2 separate regions of the Hordeum vulgare genome follow, and region 1 is linked to region 2. The links are chromatin contacts, called in public Hi-C maps. All regions are on one chromosome and are shown on one strand. The core of a region is the stretch at or near the end of the contact, and the rest is flanking DNA. Distances in the headings are between cores, read along the strand shown.

Region 1 (4,591 bases), core at 1,397-3,896, 240 kb before region 2:
GTTCATGAAATTTCCAAATAAGTTCACAAGTTAGAAAAAAGTTCATCAAATATGAAAAATGTTCCTTGAATTTGAAAATTTTCCATCGAATTGAAAAAACAACCAATTTGAAAATAGTTCAACACAATTGGAAAAATGTTCACGGATTTGAAAAAAACATCAAATTTTGGAAAAAAAAGTTTGTGCAACTAAAAAAGATTCATCGAATTTGAAAAAAAAATCATCAAACCTGAAAAATTTTCAACAAAATTCAAAAAAATGATTTTTGAAAAAAAAAAACCATCCAATTTGACAAAAGTTCATCAAGTTTAAAAAAGTTCACCAAATTTGAATGAAAAATCACTGAATTTGAAAAATGTTCGTGTATTTTGGAAAGAACAATTAGTGAATTTGGAATTGTTTCATCGGATTTGAGAAAAGGTTCACTAAATTCGAAAAAAAACTCATCAAATTTGTAAAAATGTTTGACAATTTTGTTTTTTTACCGAAATTAAGATAATTTAATGAATTTTTTAAAAAAATTCATCGGATCTGAAAATGCTTCATTGTATTTGAAAAAAATGCATCAAATTTTAAAAAAGTTCATCGAACTTGAAAAATGGTCAACAAAATTGAAAAATAATAATTGATTTTCAAGGAAATAAATCATCCAATTTGAAAATACTTCATTAAGTTTGAAAAAAATTCATTAAATTTGAGAAAAACATTGAATTTGAAAAACATTCATCAAATTTGAAAAAAGTTCATCGATTTTTGAAGAAAAAATTTAATGATTTTAAAACAATATCATCGAAAAAGAAAGAAGAAGGAAAAAAAGAAAACAAAAAAGCAAAAAGGAAAAGGGAATAAAGGAAAAAAAGGCAAAGAAAGGAAGTAATAAGAAAAGAAAAAAAAGATCACAGTTAACGTATCAGCAAACGTGGCGTGATGCTTTCCATGGCTTAGCCCGATGTTGAGGTCGGTGGTTCGATCTTCCTCTTGCGTTCTTTTTTAGTACTAGCACAAATGCCCGTGCGTTAACATTTCTTACCTGAAACGCCATTATTTTAACTGAATTTTTGTTCTGACTTGTCATATTGATGATGTACACCTACGACCATACTCAGACATCATCGTCGTAGTGTCATTCGGCACTGAGGAGGCTGCGTTTATAAATTGAGTATATTTAAAAAAGCATATATGTATAGCCATCATATGTAATAGATGAAACCTAAAAAAATTCAACGATTAACATTCATTACTATCAGATAAATAATACTTATGATATTTTTTTAAAATAAACCTTCCTGTACTTATGATGTTCATCAATTTTATATATGCATTTACATGCTATAAAAACTATTTGTGTATTCACTAGAAAAAAAGTGTAGTTTGTTGGTAAAAACGCGCGTGGATTCTATCAAGAAAAGACACGTACGTAAAGTCTAATTAGGTCATGAAATATGTGCAAAGTGAGAACCTAGTGCAAGTACATTATGCCCAAGGATTATAACATTTTTCAAATATTGACGTTTAAGTTTACATGTTATAATACACATCGTCGATATGAAATAAAGACAAATACTGATTAACATTATATCTTATATACTATTTTAAAAATATTTAACATGTAAAATAACAATATATTTAAACTCTACACATTTTTCTAATCAGATTTCGTATATAACATGTTTAAATTGGATTCACGGTTTAAAAGATATTGTTATTTAAAAATATAAATTTATTTTAAATAGACTTCGGAGTTATTAACGCATATGTTAGGGTGTTTATGTGAAAGTATAAAAAATAATTCGTTTTGACTGAAAGATAGACTGCGTGTTATTTATCGTAAAAGTTAGGGTTTTCTGTAAAATGCGGACAAAACGGATTGCGGGTTGATTCCATGAAAACAGAAGGGTTTTTTGCAAAACTACAAAAGAACGATTCTTTCTTGTCATTTATATCCGGACTGCGGGTTAATTTGAAAAAATGTAGGAGGTTTTGTGTAAAATGACTGACGATGTACGGTAGAAGCGATGCGTGATTTATTATTAGGGACAGATTTGAAAACCCGAAGATGGGACAGCTCGGTGGCGCCCGTTTGTAAAAATGTATATTAACAGACGCCTGTAGGGCGAAATAAAAAACACCTTCGTAACAGGCGAGTAGAATAATGGTAATGCGCCTGCTCCATTTGCCGGCTAGACGATTGCGATGGATTTGGGCCAAATATCTAGTTCTGCTGACCATGGTCGTCCAAAGAACGTTATATCAAGCCATCCAGAGAAAGAAAAAGAGCAAGTTGGTGCAAGAGAAACTGGAAAGCTTTTTTATATAAAAAAAAGAGTTCGCAGGCTAGAGAAGATTAATTGAATTTCACACTTAGTTGGATGATTCTCATCGTGTAGTTGCAAACTTCCTAAGCTAAGTGTGACCATAATTATTTCTGCTAAGCTAAGTTCCCATCTGGTCTGTCTCTGCTGCGGCGCCGGAAGACTCTTAATGCGAATCCGTGACCACCCGTACACATTGCAGCCACTTGATGTGTTCGGCGTGATTAGTCTGACTTTGACCAACTGAGTGAGACTGTGAGAGTAAACGTCAACAGATACTGGACAAGGTCTCATTGACACCGACGTTGAGGCTTGACTCGCACACCGTGGAGCTGTGACCCCGTGTTCCAGGCCTGAATACTGGCACTTCACACACGTTCGTGGAAATGGAATACCCTACCGGAGCTCATTAATTTGGCGGGAGAAGCTTTGATCGGGTCAGGTCAGTTGGCCCGTTGTAAACTTTCCTTCGAACGTCCGTGTGTTTCCACGAGAGTAGACTTCTCTGGTTTATAGACATGACCAAATCGGGCAGAGTACGGTCGCAGCTACGGCCATCAAGTCCATGAACGACAGGAACGTAAGGTTTGTGTCAATGGCTGTGCATAGCACGTCGCAAAACTGCTGGCTTTCAGTGTCGCTAAAGCCTTGGTAAGAGCATCTACATTCGGATTTTTAAACTCCCATCAAACGTCCGGACAAACCATCCGAATACTAACCGATCAAAAAAATCGATCCAACCAGATCTTTCAAACCGATCTCAAATGCTCGGGCTGACCCGTACCCCTTAAATCCAGTACAATTGTGGAACGAATATGAAAAAGCTTGGGCACGCCCGCCTCCCGCCCGCATCTACCTCACATATATTCGTCCTCATCCGCTCGTCGGACCAAACTCTAGCCACTTCACTTCACTCCTTCCACTCTCATGTGCCACCCAAGCTCAGCTCCGGCAATCTCCGGCCTTCTCCTACATGGTGGGCAACGGATCTGATTCCAACCAGTCGGGATCCATCGACTGGGAGGGGGTCGTCCCGTGGCCCGCACCGTCCGCATCTATCCCACATATATTCGTCCCCATCCGTTCGTCGGACCGAACTCTACCCACTTCACTCCACTCCCTTCCATTCTCATCCGCCACCCAAGCTCACCTCCGGCGATCTCCGGGCTTCTCCTACATGGCGGGCAACGAATCTGTCTCCGATCAGTCGGGATCCATCGACTCGGGGTCGTCCCTTGTGGATTGCAGGAGGCGGTTGATGAGGTGGCGCGGGCGACCGCATAGGAGGAAGCCATCTGCACCCGCATTTTGAAGAAACGACAACGGAGGAACACGCCGCCCTCGCTCGCGAGCAGAATCGGTGGTCCGTGAAATGGCCGGACTGCCATCGAATGAGGAGAAAGGAGGTGAGCGACGGCGAGGACAACTCCGGCGACAAGCAGATCCGTCTCGATCCGTACTACGTCTTTGACCGGTACTTTCACGAAAAGGACAACAAGGGCACCAGGAAGGACAAGGGTAGTCGTGGTTGATCTCCACCATAGCTAACCATGTCAAGTTTTGGTAGTCCGATGGCTGTTAGTAGTGATGGAGTAGCCGGACGATGTGTGTAATGTGTCGACGTAGTAGTTGCATGGGCTGTATGGATTTGGCATATGAGATTTAAGGTGTCAGGATGTAGAATGCATTATTCGAGGCATGACCGGGCGCGTCCACGGACGTTTGAGGGGCCAGATCTGCAAGGTCCGAGTGTAGCTACAACCGGATGCCTCAGACGACCTCTCAAACGCCCATGAACACGCCCGGTCACTGATCGAACAGGAGAGAGAAGGAAAAAAGCGACCCAACCATATCCCTCATATCATCCATATACGTATGGGTTGTCTGCGAACCCTCATACCCATCTCAAATATAGGGAGGATATGAGTGCTCACGGACGCGGCGGTCAATCCGCCACGTAGGACACAACCTCACCCTGGACCACCTTTTTTTCTTCTCTTTATTCATTCTTTTCATCCTCTCTCTTTCTTTCCATCAATCACGTGCAAGTGACCGGATATATGAGGAAAAAATAAGGAGTGTGGCTGCGTGAGCGGACAAATAGGGAACACGCCCGATCACTGATCGGACACGTCGATAAACGTTTAGGGGGTCATATTTGCTATGTCCAACTTTAGATACTCTAAGATGACATAGGATGGTACTTAGAAAAAAGAAAGGGGTTAAGACAAGGGGACTCCATATCTTCCATACTATTTAATTTAGTGGCGGATATGTTA
Region 2 (4,380 bases), core at 1,207-3,706:
TAGTAATATTTAGAGGTGACTGGATGAAAGAATTGCTCATAACTTCACTTGTTGGAATGAATTTTAGAAAATAGTAGCTAGCAAAAAAATAAGAGGGGAGAGCCCCCCCTTTTGAAATTGCTTCATCGAGACTCCACTGAGCAGAATAGAAGAAGTTTGAGACCCAAAAATCATTTTTAATCCAATTGATCCATCTATGACCAAAGCCTCTAGCTTGTAGGATGTCCAGAAATAATTTGTTCAATCAGGTCAAAAGTCTTTTCAAAGTTTAGTTTGAGGATAATTATTTCCTTGCTTGAACTATGGCATTGATGCAAATATTTAAAGGCCCGACCCTCGCACTCATGAATATATCTCAATCTTAGAAACTCATATGGATTGATATGAAGCAACTCAAGAATGATTCTTTGCAATTTGTTGGTTATTTTTTTGTCATGATCTTGATGGTGTAGTTTGCTAGTGAAATAGGTTTGAAATCTCTCGACACATGAAATCGTTCTTTTGGGAGTGAGAGTAATGTAGTGGCGGATCTAGTCCAATCTCTTAGGGTGGGCCAACAGGGAGTTTGTCTCGATTTTTTCCTACTTATTTATTCTTCTTCACAGTTAATATAGGTTGTGCTAAAATCTCAGGCGTGGGGATTTATGCGCTGGGAGATGATTTACTACGCCTAGAATGTCCTCATTGGTGACACGGGTCTCGAGAAGCCCTAACCCATCAAATTTGTGAAGTCCGCTAAGGTTGGTTGTAATCGATAATATCATATACTAGTATCATGCATATGATACTAGTCTATATGATACCACATCCGTAATGCATAGTACTATATGTTGGAATCATAAGGTAGAATATTTATTGTCATGCAAGACACATAGTAACACATCAGTTAATATGATACAGTATCATGATATGATACGTAACCCTCTCTTTCTTCACTAGCAAAAGGGCTCATGCGTTGCAACGGGAGAAAGAAATACCACACGGCACACGCTCTTAATTTATAAAAAATGTCTATAATTTGAGAATTTATAGTTACGATACAAATAAAGATGGTCTTATCCTACAAAAATGTAGTTCAAAATTTCACAGGTCTTCTATTTTAACACGGCTTGCATGTAGATTTAATACGTACAAAGAATCAGTCAAGTGACCTTCAGTTTCATCTCTAATCCTGATTTTGTTGACGTGCTCATCCCCAACCCGGATGAGTACCGGTATGAAAGAAAGACGAATAATGACTTATTTATTAAGATTGCATCCTAGATAGTATTTTTATTAAACGTTTAACAGATAAAATAATATCATATTTAAATTCTACATATTTTTCTAATCAAATTCCATGTATAATATGTTAAATTGGAGTTACGGTTTAAAAGATATGAGTATTTAAAAAAATATTTAATATATACTACGAGTTTAATGTCATAAACAGTAAGGGCTTTTTTGTAAAATCACCTCGGTGGGTTTTCCGACGAAAGCGATAGCCTCTTTATTATTAGGTAAAGATTTAATTCTATGTCACCTCATCGAAATTGTCTAGTTGACATGTATAAGACTATTACATATACTCTCATTACGGACAACCTAGAAGAAGATTCAAATTCGTGACGGAGGGATTTCATGTCAAAGAAGATTATAGTATATTAACAAGCATTCAATCTCTCTTTAAAAGCTCTTTCGATAATAGCTGCCTTATGATGATACTTTAATGATCTAAATAATTTATATTTATTTACGGAGGGAGTACATGATACATTATCATGATATGATACAATATCACGATATGATACTCAACCATTTTTTTTAATTTAATTCTATGTCACCTTATTAAAATTGATTAGTTGACATGTATAATACTACGTATGATACTCTCATTACAGGCAGCCTTGAAGAAGATTCAAATTCGTCAAGGAGGGATTTCATGTCAAAGAAGATTATATTATATTAAGAAGCATTCAATCTCTCTTTAAAAGCTCTTTCGAATAGCTGCCTTATCATGATACTTTAATGATCTAAATTTTACGGATGGAGTACATGATAATTGACTTCCTATTCAACTTCATCGTCATCTTGAGAAAGGTTGAACTTCCATATCGACAATTGTGTTTGTGCTTAGTTAGCGGATCCCGTAGACTAAACTGAGCACTCTGGCAGCACTGAATCTACATGGTCATGCAGAAGTTTGTCATCACGTCAAATGTAGGCAGGTACGTACGCACCATATCCATGAACCGTACGCTACGGCTCAGTAGTAAACTCGGCAAGTCGCCGCGCAGAAACGGCAAGGAACGGACGTAAAAACGGAACGTGTTTAGCCTTTCCTAAAAGCCTCAGACCGCGTCAACCCCCGCCCAATCACACGCGCCCACGTTTCCGCCTTCCCTTCCCAAAGTCCACACCACCCTCACCGCCTCCTCCTTTATTAACCGCGCCATCTCCCTCCCCTGCTTCCCACACGCCCCGGCTCTGCTTCCTTCCGACTCTGAGCCCGAAAGAAAGCTCTCCTCTTTCCCCACCCACCGGTCTCCTCCCACCTGAACCCCCATTAACTCCTCGGCCCCGGAGAAGAGATCCCCCGTCCATCCATCCGCCATGTCCGTCACGCGGGTTCTCGCCCTGCTGGCGGCGGCGGCGCTGCTGGCCGCGGCGCCGGCGAGCGTGGGCGCGGCGGGGGCGTGCACGGCGGAGAGGTTCTCCAAGAACCGCGTGTACGCGGCCTGCACCGACCTGCCTACCCTGGGCGCGTCCGTGCACTGGACCTACGACCCGGCGGCGTCCTCCCTCTCCGTGGCCTTCGTCGCCGCGCCGCCCTCGGCCGGCGGCTGGGTCGCCTGGGGGCTCAACCCCACCGGCGACGGCATGAGCGGCACCCAGGCGCTCGTCGCCGCACCCAAGGGCGGCGCGTACGGCGTGGAGACGTACGCCATCCAGGGAACGTCCCTCGGATCGCCGGGGAGCATCGCCTACAAGACGACCGACCTCGCCGCCGAGGTCGGCGCTGACGGCCGCGTCCAGATGTTCGGGAAGCTCGCGCTCCAGAACGGCACCGGGGAGGTGAACCAGGTTTGGCAGGTCGGGCAGGTGTCCGGCGGGAGCATCGGCATACACGCAATGGCCGCTGCCAACATGGGCGCCAAGGGGAAGCTCAACCTCATCACGGGGGCGACCACCGCCGTCAGCGGAGGCAGCATCCTCAGGAAGAAAAATGTGAGCGCTCTACCCAGAATTTATTGATTTGATTCGACATTTATGCCTCTATCCTCGAGCTTTTATATACTTCCGATTCAGTTTGGCAATCGTAACGCAAACTAAAATTGTACGAAAAGATACATTCTCTACAGAAACAACTTGAGTAGGATCAAAATTATGGGGAGTAAAACTCTGAAGCTCCCAATTTCTGGCAATATTATAGGGACAATTTTCACCTTTTAACCGAAGCTCTAATTTTTTTTGAATTCAACTTTTCTACGAGTGAATAAGTGTAGCTGTCCAAGCGTTACTGCAATGAGTAAACAGGAGTAAACCACATGAATCAGTTTTGCTCTATGCATGTGTAGTGCAACAACATGGAAATACCATCAATTCTGTATGCTTCTAACGGACACCTCATAAGAAAACTATGCCTGTTGCCATGTGAAATCTCACATGCAGATGCCTAATTAACTAGTGTTCTTGTTGGCATGAGTTGACTTTGATCTGAAAATACATCAGCTCCTGGTACGTTGACTCTGTGTGTCACATGCCACATGGTTTCTTCTGTTCAATGCACTTTGAAAGTTTATACACTGGGGCTGAATTTTTCTTGCCTAGCTAGATTTCTTCCTGCCTTGGTGGACTTTTACGCCTTGATCAGTCTAATTGTTGATAGCTACATCTGCATGTTCATTCATGGCATTGACATAGAAGTTGTCTCTGCTAGCCTTAGCCCTTTTTATGCCTGTGTTGTGATAAAGAAATCAGTAATTCTTAAGGGGGGGAATAAATCCAATAGTCCCTGTTGATACATATGCACATATAAAATCATACAAAAGTTGTTGTGATGAGTAGTGATTTTATCAAAACATTGTCAATTCTTACCCCTGTTTTTTGTTCTTCAGACCCATGGAATTCTGAATGCTGTGAGTTGGGGGATTCTACTGCCAATGGGAGGCATAGTTGCTAGATATCTCAAGACATTCAAATCAGCCGACCCTGCTTGGTTCTACCTTCACGTTGCTTGCCAGCTGATAGGGTATGGTGTGGGAGTATCCGGCTGGGCCACCGGTATTCATCTAGGAAATCTGTCCAAGGGAATCACCTACTCGCTTCACAGGAACATTGGGATCGCTGTATTTGCTCTTGGTACCGTTCAGGTATATGATCTCCACATTCCCAATTCCT

Evidence for each region. A called contact is a pair of places that touch in the nucleus more often than the background predicts.
Region 1: a Hi-C map of seedling shows a contact between it and region 2, with 4 times the contacts expected there. The contact joins the enhancer-like site here to the promoter of LOC123410505 in region 2. A contact is called at or near these places in 3 of 6 Hi-C or Micro-C datasets (leaf and seedling) and 1 of 1 datasets of contacts at active chromatin or transcription factors (embryo).

What each region holds. Positions count from the first base shown.
Region 1 is chr7H:192,830,731-192,835,321 of MorexV3_pseudomolecules_assembly, reverse strand. No RefSeq gene overlaps it. Among protein-coding and RNA genes, the nearest start is that of LOC123411877, 170 kb to the left of the region's middle. Within about 2 kb of position 2,646, at least 3 of the 3 cell types and tissues checked have open chromatin away from gene starts, as enhancers often do. A contact at or near this core is called in leaf and seedling, where this site is marked.
Region 2 is chr7H:192,593,430-192,597,809 of MorexV3_pseudomolecules_assembly, reverse strand. LOC123410505 (cytochrome b561 and DOMON domain-containing protein At4g12980-like) reads left to right here and starts at 2,456. Exons shown (of 3, transcript XM_045103450.1): 1 at 2,456-3,207; 2 at 4,098-4,352. The coding sequence starts at 2,593.